2 separate regions of the Mus musculus genome follow, and region 1 is linked to region 2. Evidence: chromatin contacts called from public promoter capture Hi-C data. All regions are on one chromosome and are shown on one strand. The core of a region is the stretch at or near the end of the contact, and the rest is flanking DNA. Distances in the headings are between cores, read along the strand shown. Region 1 holds the start of Trim26 (tripartite motif-containing 26). Region 2 holds the start of Zfp943 (zinc finger prtoein 943).

Region 1 (4,876 bases), core at 2,153-4,652, about 15 Mb after region 2:
CTTTCCCCTTCTAGTGTAGGACTGGGCAGTGGTTACGTGAGGGTCTTTCAGAGAGACAACAACCTTTTTGCAATTCCCATGAGACTTCATTAAATGGGAGGAGGACAGAAAGTGCACATGGTTACAAAGAAATGAACAAGATGGTTTGGGGGCTGGAGAGATGGTTCAGCATTAAAAGCATTTGCTCTCCTGGAGATAACCTGGGTTCAGCTCCCAGCACCCATTTCATCCTCTTACAACAGCCTGTAATTCTAGTTCCAGAGAATCTGATGCCTTCATCTGGCATCCACTGGCACTGGGCATACACATGATGCACATGCATGCATACACACATATGAAACACTTTGGTTGGCTTTTCAACACAAGGTTTGCGATGGTTTGTATATGCTTGTCCCAGTGCGTGGCACTATTAGGAGGTGTATCCTTGTTGGAGTAGGTGTGTCACTATGGGCATGGGCTTTAAGATCCCCATCCTAGCTGCCAAGAAGTCAGTCTTCCACTAGCAGCCTTCAGATGAAGATGCAGGACTCTCAGCTCTGCCTGCACCATGCCTCCCTGGATGCTGCCATGCTCCCACCTTGATAATAATAGACTGAACCTCTGAACTTGTAAGCCAGCCCCAATTAAATGTCCTTTATTAGACTTGCCTTAGTCATGGTGTCTGTTCCCAGCAGAAAAACCCTAACTAAGACAAGGTTTCTCAGTTCAGGCTTAGCTATCCTGATATTCAATCTGTAGACCATGCTAACCTCAGACTCGGAGATCTACCTGCCTCTGCCTCCAGAATGTTGAGGTTAAAGCCTATGTACTGTAAAAGTAACTTTTATTCACTTGGTGTAATTGTCATCTCAGATGGAGGCTTACTGAACTCTGGCTGGCTGGTCAACTCAACTGTTCTGGCTCAAACTCCTCTCCAAGCTGACAGATTAGTCTGGCTTCTCTCTCATCCTCTGACTTTTTGCTCTGCTTGGCCTCAAACTAACTCAGGTAATCTGTTCTGATCTTCTGGTTTCTTCTCATTCTCTGAATCGTTCTGTCTTCACCTGTGTCTAGCTTATCTCTCTTCAACCTGTCTCTGTAAAACTCTCCTGGTAAAACTACCTTCTCTCTTTCTGCACTCTCTTATGCGGTCTCACTTTCCTTTCTGTTCTCATGAGAGATGGGCATATCCTACTCTGTCAAATCTTTCTTTGATTCGTCACTTTGTCTGTCACTCAACTAGACATCACTTTCAAACATAGGTGCTTCCTTCGACTAACTTGACCTTCATTGTTTGAGAAAAAAGGTGTGTGCCAAGGCTGAGCCACACCACAACCAGAAACAGGTTTTTCCAGTGAACAACGCAGTCTCACAGGGTTAACGGTGTGATCAAACATCCTGCAACAGTGTGCCACCATGGCTGGCTTATTTGTTTATTTTATATGTGAGTAGTTCACCCGCATGCGTGTATGGGCCTGACCTGTCTGTATGCCTGGTGCCCAAAGAGATCAGAGTCTAGAATCCCCTGGATCTGAAATTAAAGGCAGTTGTGAATTGTCTTATGGTTGCTGGGCGTGGAATCCAGGTTTTCTACGAGAATAATTGCCCTTAACTTCTGAGCCATCTCTCCACACCCACATCTAAAAAAAAAAACCAAAAAAACAAAAAAACAAAAAACAACAACAAAAAACCCAAAAACAAAAAACAACAACAAAAAAAAAACCCACTATCAGTGTATGAGACATGCATAAATAAATCAAAATAGATTAATGTATGGTGGGTTACCCATTTAGACAGTGAATGAAAAAACAAGTGTTAGTCAACCGAGAGTCACCCACATTTCCAAAACCAAGCTCCCCTATCCCCTGCCCTTCAATCCTCATCATTACTAAAGACCAATGGGACCTGGCTTTTTTTTCACTTTCGCCACTGTCCTGCATTTTCACTATATGCATGTTCCATACCCCATATTATAAAGCCTGCACCATCACAGCCTGCCCTGCTTCTCACTCCACTTCCAATAAATCTTTTTCATGAGCTCTGTTGTGTAATATGATTTTTTTTTTTTTTGGCAGCATTCCTTGGCTCTGACCATCGTTGAGGTACTCCCTGTGACTATTCCTTAAGTATGGAGAAGATTTTTATTGTAGATATAAGGGAAACGCAGGCAGAGTGGGAAGAACCGGTACTGAATATGGGCAGCCTGGTCTACAGAGCGAGTTCCAGGACAGCCAGAGCTACATAGTGAGACTCTGTCTCTAAACAAAACAAAACAAAGCTCCCACCCCCAATATCAACTGAAAGAGCAGGTATCTAGTGATTTTAGGGTGTGCTGAGATCAAAGTCCAGAGCACAGGCATCCAGAACTCCGCTCCACCCCCTACAACAGCTCACAGGAAACTCAAAAGCACTCCCCATATGTTGGTGAAATGTTAGGACTTAGGACTCGGAGCCCTCCTGCAGCTCGGACTACTTCTTTGGAAGTAGCAGGAACTGTGGATTTCCTGCAGAGCAGAAAGCTGTGTGCAAAAAGGGCTTTCAGGCTAGTGGGCGTGGTCGAGTCCTTGGCTGTGGAGCTGCAGGAGGCTCTCAAAGCTCCTGTAGAGGGCCTCAGTACCAGATATTGCAGGTTCTGTAGTTTTTCTCAGTTTTCAACAAATTCCCCCTTCGTAGCCCAGGCTGGTATTGAACTCTAATGCCTCGGTTTCCCTAGCGCCAGGATCTTTAAATGTTTTGCATTTATTTATTTAGCGTAGGTGGAGAGTGCATGTGCTTGTGGAGCTTAGAGGACAACCAGAATAGATGTTCTCATGTCCCATCATGTGGGGGATATGGGATTTGAAAGCCAGTCATCTGATTTGGTGGCAAGCATCTTTACCCACTGAACTATCACTGTGGTGTGGGGTGGAGTGTGGAATGTGTATGTGTGTTTACTTTGTTCTGTACAGCAGGAACAGCACCTGCCTTGTGTAAGGAAGGCTAGTTGTCAAAAATGGTTCATCCTAGCCAGGAGCTTCGAAAATGATATTTGTGATGGATCTTGGAAAAACTTGATAGACTGGTCTGATCTTAGTTAGAGGCAGGCCCTGAGGAGGAAACCCCATCTAAAACCCAGCCCTTGCAGACACCCCAGCCCACCCCTAACCGCAGGGAATCAGAAATGGGGTCTCGAAAGCTATGGGGGCTTCAGCACCCTAACCTACACGAGGCCTCGCGCGACCTCAGCAGCTGGAAGACAACCGTGACGCACTGGCCGCTTCCGATTTCACTTTCCTTTTCTCGGGCCCGGCCGCTTCACCTCTTTGGCCGCTGCCTGGGGATTTGCCCAGTGATCAGTGACGTCAAGAATCCTGAAGTTCCCATTGGAGGATGGAGTTTGGCAAGAGCCAATCCCAGGGCTGGTCCCAGAGAAATCTCGGCGGAGGGCCCGGAGCTCCCGGAGACTGCTGGGCGGGGAGACTGTGGTGCCGGCTGCTTGCTCAGGACCTACCCCGCGGAGCAGCTCCAGGGAGAGGAGTGACCCGGCCCGGAGAGCGGCGCGGGTGAGTGCGGTTTGCACTGGTGAGGAGACGCGGAGGAGCGGCCGCCGTGCGACCCGGGTGGGGACAGCGAAGGCGGCCGCGGGCCCTGGGCAGGGCTAACCAGGCCCGGGCGCGCGGGACGGCGAGCTCGCGTGAGCGCCGCGTCCCCGGCTCGCCTTTGGGCCTTTCGCCCTGAGCTCGCCGTGTTCCTTCCTCCTCAGGTCCAACCCAGACTTACTTCAGTCTCTTCCAGTCCCCAGAGCCAGAAGTGAGCGGGACCCGGATGACGTTCCACCTGGTGGCTTGGAGCCCTGCATGACCAGAAGCAGGTCTTATATTTATGTATCTGTTTATTTTTTTTTTATTTATTTATCCTCAGAGTAAACTGGTTTAGCTAGTTGTACCAAGAGCTGTGCGTTCGTTATCACTGATGATTTTACTACCTAATTAGCTTAGGAAAAGAAAGTATAAACCTGGCTGTGGACTGGTGCACGCCTTTACACCCAGTGCTTGGGAGTTAGAGGCCAGTCTGGTTTACAGACTAAATGAATTCTAGGATAACCAGGGCTACAAAGAGAGCCCCTGTCTTGACCCCCACCCCCACCCCCACCCAAAAAAAAAAAAAAGAAAAGAAAAGAAATGTATGAATTTAACTTTGGGAAGTGAATAGGAGGAGACACTTAACAATTCCCCGTACATTCCAGATTTTGACAACACAACCATTTGTGTGTGTTTCAAAGAAGGGAAGAATGACATGCGCTCGTTCATGCATGCCTGAACCCCTTGTTAGTGAGATGGATTCATGATGCCTAGAGTATTCCTCCCAAGTTAAAACAAACAAACAAACAAACCCATATTTTTCTAAAAGAAAGCTTTCATTAATGCCTTTAAAACTGCAACTTTTAAATTTGATAATGATGACGATGGTGATGACAACGACAGGGTGTCTCCATGTATCCAAAATGGTCTGAAACTGACCATGGCAGCCCAGGTTAGCCTCCTGCCTCGAGTGCTTCGATTACAGAGATTACAGGCATCTGCCCACACTTTTGAATACACTTAATTTTTTTTAGAACAGTTGTACATTTACAGAAAAAATTGAGAAAACAGTGTGTGAAGTGTCTATAACTCCCAACTGATTTCCTTTCATTGACAAATAACACATTATTATTGGCCAAAGTCCACACACTATATTTATTCACCTTTTCCTTTTCACCTTATCCCTCCATATTCTCACCCAGGTTGCTGCACTGCATTGGTTTTTAGATTTGGTTTCAGAGTTTTCAGAGACACTTATGTAATGGATACCTCAGATAATGAACACACGAGGAGAAAGGTTGATTTTGGTTCACAGGCTTAGAAGTTGCAGCATATGA
Region 2 (4,791 bases), core at 1,607-4,106:
CAAAAGAAAAAAATAACATAGGTGCTAAGAAAAACAACTAATATATGGGACTTCAGGAAACTGAAAAGTTTCTATAAGGCAAAAGACACCATCATTTGGAGAAAGCAGCAGCCTACAGAGTGTAAGAAGATTTTTACCAATTCTTTTTATTTTATTTTATTCTGATGCAAGTACATGGGATTCTTTATTCAAGCTTGTGAGCTTGGGCCACAAACTTTCCTGATGCAACAGGATATGAAAAGTAACTACGAGGTCTAGGGTTTCTATATCCAATAGAGAATTAATATCCAAAATTACAAAAAGAACCTAAGAATCTAGCTGTGAAAAAAAAAAAAAACAACAACCAAATATACAATTTATAAATGGGTTGCAAATCTAAACATGGAATTCTAAATGGAGGGAACTCAAATGGCCAAAATATACTTTAAAATATTCAACACTTTTAGCCTTCAGGGAGATGCAAATCAAAACTATTTTGAGATTCCATCTTATAATCGTCAGAATAGCTAAAATCAACGTCACAAGTGAAAGCTTATGCTGATATAAATGTGGAGCAATAGAAACATCCCTCCATTGTTAGAGGGAGTGCAAAATTGTACAGCCACTAAGGAAATCAGTGTGGCAGTTTTTCAAACTGATGGGAATCAGACTACTTCAAGATCTACTCAGTCCAGGGCATATACCCAAAGGACACTTCAATCTACCCAAGGACCCTTGCTAAACCAGGCTCATTGCAGCTTTATTCACAATATTTAGAAACTAGAATCAATCTAGATGACCTTCAACAGAAGAATAAATAAAGAACATGTAGTACATTTGCACAGTAGATTATTACTCAGCTGTGAGCAGATCTAGCTGAGCAGTGGGAGGCCTGTATATAGGAAAGAAATTCTTCAGAATGCACCTGAAACTTTTCATAAAACAAAAATGAAAAATGGTTACACTTGTCCAAAGGAGACATGGAGGAAGAAAGAGAAAATATCATGCCAAAGTCTCGTTTTCTGTGAGGATTTCATTTTACTCTATGAGATGTGAGACTCATTCATACACAGTTCACACAAATGCAGAGTTGTTTTCCCAGGACCTCTTAGTAGGGGCAAGGAAGACTACAAGAAAACTATTCTGACCCACAGAATCAAGGCTGCTGCACTTCTCTAACAGGTCTGTGAAAAAAAGCCCTGACTCTAGGGTCTAGGTGTTCTCACAACTACAAGAAGTCCAAAGTCTGAGAAACTACTAACAACAAACTATGAAACAAAAATAAAAACAAAATAAAACAAAACAAAAAAAAATAGTTTGGTCACATGTGCGTGGACACAGTGCTTTTCTTGAACTAAGGAGACATTTTTCTGATGTAAGTGAGCAATCACAGTTATTCAAAAGATGCTTTCCTATTTTTAAAAACTCTATACTGACTTTTCTATCTATAAAAACATCTTCCTCTCACAGCATGCATACTGGGCTGGACTATATCACAAGAGGAATGGCTAACTTAAGTGCCTATTAACACATCAAAGTCGACATTTTTGGCTAGAAGCTTTCCTGGCTCCTGGTTTTTCTCTTGGTCCCTCCCTGACCCCCATACCTAGTTCAGTCTGGACTCTTCAAGTGGCCTCTGGTTGTTTTCTGGTTCATACTGTAAAACCCAAAAATACCGTGTAAGCACCACCTTCGCAAGAACCAGGTACCTTCTTGGAATGCTGGGAGTTTTAGTTCTTGAGAAAATTGCAAAACCTCATGCATGGGAAAGTATGGTGGCCTATAGGTTTGTCTTTATAAAGCTCTGGAGCATGTGACCAAAGTCCATCTCTTGGTTAGTATTTAACAACCCTTACTCAAATGGTGGAATTGTTTGTTTGTTTGTTTTCTCCAGCTAATCTGAGCATTATCATGACCTACAATTAACCTTCTCCTCAGCCACACCTTTGGACAGTCATCATCTCATTTTCATTCAGCCGTAAGGTGTGATGTTAATAACTAAGCATATGAAGACACATGTCTGAATGCTGTATTTACATCAAAGAGAGCATGCATCTAAGATGGAACTCTAACGGGGAGCAAAACTTTGGTCAGTAAAACTTAATGTTTACAGTCATAATTTTGGTGCTTCGTAATGTATATTTTCTGATTCACTCAAATGTGTACTGGTTCCTCATAAGACTAATATCTACAAAGCTCTCTGGGAATGCCTATTTCCCAGGCCAGAGGCCACTCTCTCCTGAGTAGGCAAATGATGGGTCAAGGGAGTTAAGAAATCTAAGTTCGAGAAGCTTTGTAACTGCTGTAACAAAGAGAACCCCGTGTGCAAACTACAGTACTGCAAATGTTCTACGACACTATTTTCGGAAACCATTCTGGTAACCATAAGATAAATGAAACAAACAAACAAACAAACAAACAAACCACGATACACCCAGTTCATAGGATCTCAAACCTCCTGACAATGATAAAAATCCACAGCAGAATTGTGAGCGCGGCGTCCTTAAGAGCAACTGCAGAAAACAAGCCCCTGCTCCGCTCCAGCCCATTTCCCAGCCCCGCAGCTCCTCTGACCTGCAAGGTTCCAGGGCCGCCGGGCTGCGGTGCCCGCGGCTGCGCGGCTGATGGCTGACTCTCCCAGGTCAGCACAGGAAACCGCATCTGAGGAGAGTTTACGGCCTTCGAAAAGAACCAGGCCAGGGTAAGTCGCCCGCAGTGGGAGTAGAGACAACTTGGCTCCAACAGGTACCTAAGGGGACGCGGTTCCCAGTCTCTGGCCACGATCTTTGGAGCGGCTCCCCTAGCCCCGCCCAGGACACCACGGTTCCGGTCACGTGACAGCGCTAACGCCTTCAGGCCCGCCGCTTTCACTTCCTTAATTACGTTGGTAGAGTCCGTCCAGCTGCGTTCTCTTCTAGGTCGCCAGCTCCAAATGTCCAGGCCAGAATGACGTGAAAAGCCACCATTCCCCTTGCTACCTGTGTAATCCATGTGTACTCGAACTGAGCGCTGGTTTTTCGGCCCCAGTTTCCTCCGGAAACCGGAAAGCTCCTCAGACGCAGTTTCCTGGCTGCGGACCTGGGAGAGTCAGCAGCGCAGCGGCGGGCACCGCAGCCCGGTGGCCCCGGAAGGTCCCAGGTCAGAGGCGCTGCGGGGCTGGGAAACGGGAGGGAGCGGAGCAGCGGGGTGTTTTACGCAGCTGCTTTTATGGATGCCGCTCTCACAGTTCTGTTATCTTACCGTTGTCGGGAAATTGAGATCCTGTGAACTGGGGGTCTATCATGATTTTTTTTTTCATTTATCCTCCAGTTATCAGAATATTCAGTTGTAAAATAACTCATTAAAAATGATAGAGCAGTTGCATTATCTGCTGTTTGCTATTGTGTCAATCACAAAGCATACGGGACGTAAATGTATTCATGTTTCTAACACCCGTGTTTTACTAATTGCTTATTCAAGAGAATACCTTTTACTTCGCTAAATAGAACTTTGTATTTATACTAACCATATGAAGAACCAGTACAGATTCTTTTTTTTTTTGAACGAGAAAATATACTTTATGTTATGCTATGGTTGTGATTGTAAACATTAATATTTACTAAGTAGACTTTAGTGTTGTATGCAGTTTCGGATGTAAATAAAGCATTCAGAAGTGCGTCTTCATATGCTGAGTTCTTATGGTACACCTTAGGGCCAGGCAAGCTCACTATTGCTATGTGAGTGTATCAGACCACTCTATTGTTATGATTAGAAAACCCAGTATAGATTAAAGTTTTAGAAAGCATCTTTTGTACAACTACGATCACTCTCCTGTATCAGAAAAAAGATCTCTGTGGTTGAAGAAAAGCGCTCTGCACCTACATATGTGGCCAAGCTTTTTTTTTTTTTTTTTTTTTTTTTTTTTTTTTTATTGTAGGGTTTGTTATCATCAAGTCCTGTGGTTGTGGACATCCTGTAGGAGTGGGAATGCTTAGACTCTGCTGACAGGGATTTTTGCAGAGATCTCCCTTTGGACAAGTGTAGCAGTCTGGTTTCTATGGGAGACAATAGTTTTCTTGCAGTCTCTCCAGCTTTCTTTTCAGGATTCCTGGGAGAATGACTCTCTTTGTGTCTGAGCTATGTGTGAATGAGACTCACATCTCACATAGTTAAATGAAATCTTTAGATTAAAAGGGACATTTTTATTTCTGATATTTACTCTTTCCTTCACAGTTTCCTTTTTGGAGGCATCATTCATGAATGTATTTATGTATTTATTTATTTACTTTCAACACAGCAAAAGCTTTATTTGTACAATCTTTACTGGACAATTTGGGGCTGTGTTACTGAGTAAACACCTGTCGTCTCAGGCCTGTTACTAAAATGGTAATAGATACAAATCAGACTTACTGGTGACAGTCCTTTTGGTCCTGTCTTATTTATAACAGTTTCTATAGCACTGCAGCCTTCAGTGGTACTGTACCACTCTGGAAAAGATACCTTCAGGCTCCTTTCCATCCCCCAAAGCTGCAGCAAATCCTTCCTGCTGCCTCCTCTTAGCCAAAGCAGCCAAAGATTTAAGCGTCTATGGTTCGTAGATGGCCAGGTCCACAGGTACTTTCCGGTTGAGCTCCACCTGGCACTTCATTAAGTTGACAGTGAATTCGGGGTACTGTAAGCCATGCTCCTGGGAGGCAGCTGTAATTGGATTAATCCAGAGGGTCCTCAAAGTTCTGCTTCTTAAGTCTGTGGGACTTCGTACACGAAGGCTCTGGTCACCGCCCTGACTGCCAGCAGGTAGCAGTGATTCTTCCTTCCCCTAAAATCTTAAAA

What was found. Promoter capture Hi-C pulls out the DNA fragments that hold promoters and counts their contacts.
Region 1: a contact with region 2 is called in a promoter capture Hi-C map of pre-B cells, with 5 times the contacts expected there. The contact joins the promoter of Trim26 here to the promoter of Zfp943 in region 2. A contact is called at or near these places in 4 of 39 promoter capture datasets (cranial neural crest, frontonasal cranial neural crest, liver and 1 more).

The regions. Positions count from the first base shown.
Region 1 is chr17:36,833,744-36,838,619 of GRCm38.p6, forward strand. It overlaps Trim26 (tripartite motif-containing 26), which reads left to right and starts at 3,403. Exons shown (of 10, transcript NM_001025599.3): 1 at 3,403-3,521; 2 at 3,722-3,829.
Region 2 is chr17:21,959,703-21,964,493 of GRCm38.p6, forward strand. Zfp943 (zinc finger prtoein 943) reads left to right here and starts at 2,857. Exons shown (of 4, transcript NM_001025373.2): 1 at 2,857-3,117. It overlaps Zfp942 (zinc finger protein 942), which reads right to left and starts at 2,762. Exons shown (of 6, transcript NM_001199048.1): 1 at 2,554-2,762. It also overlaps the pseudogene Gm7805.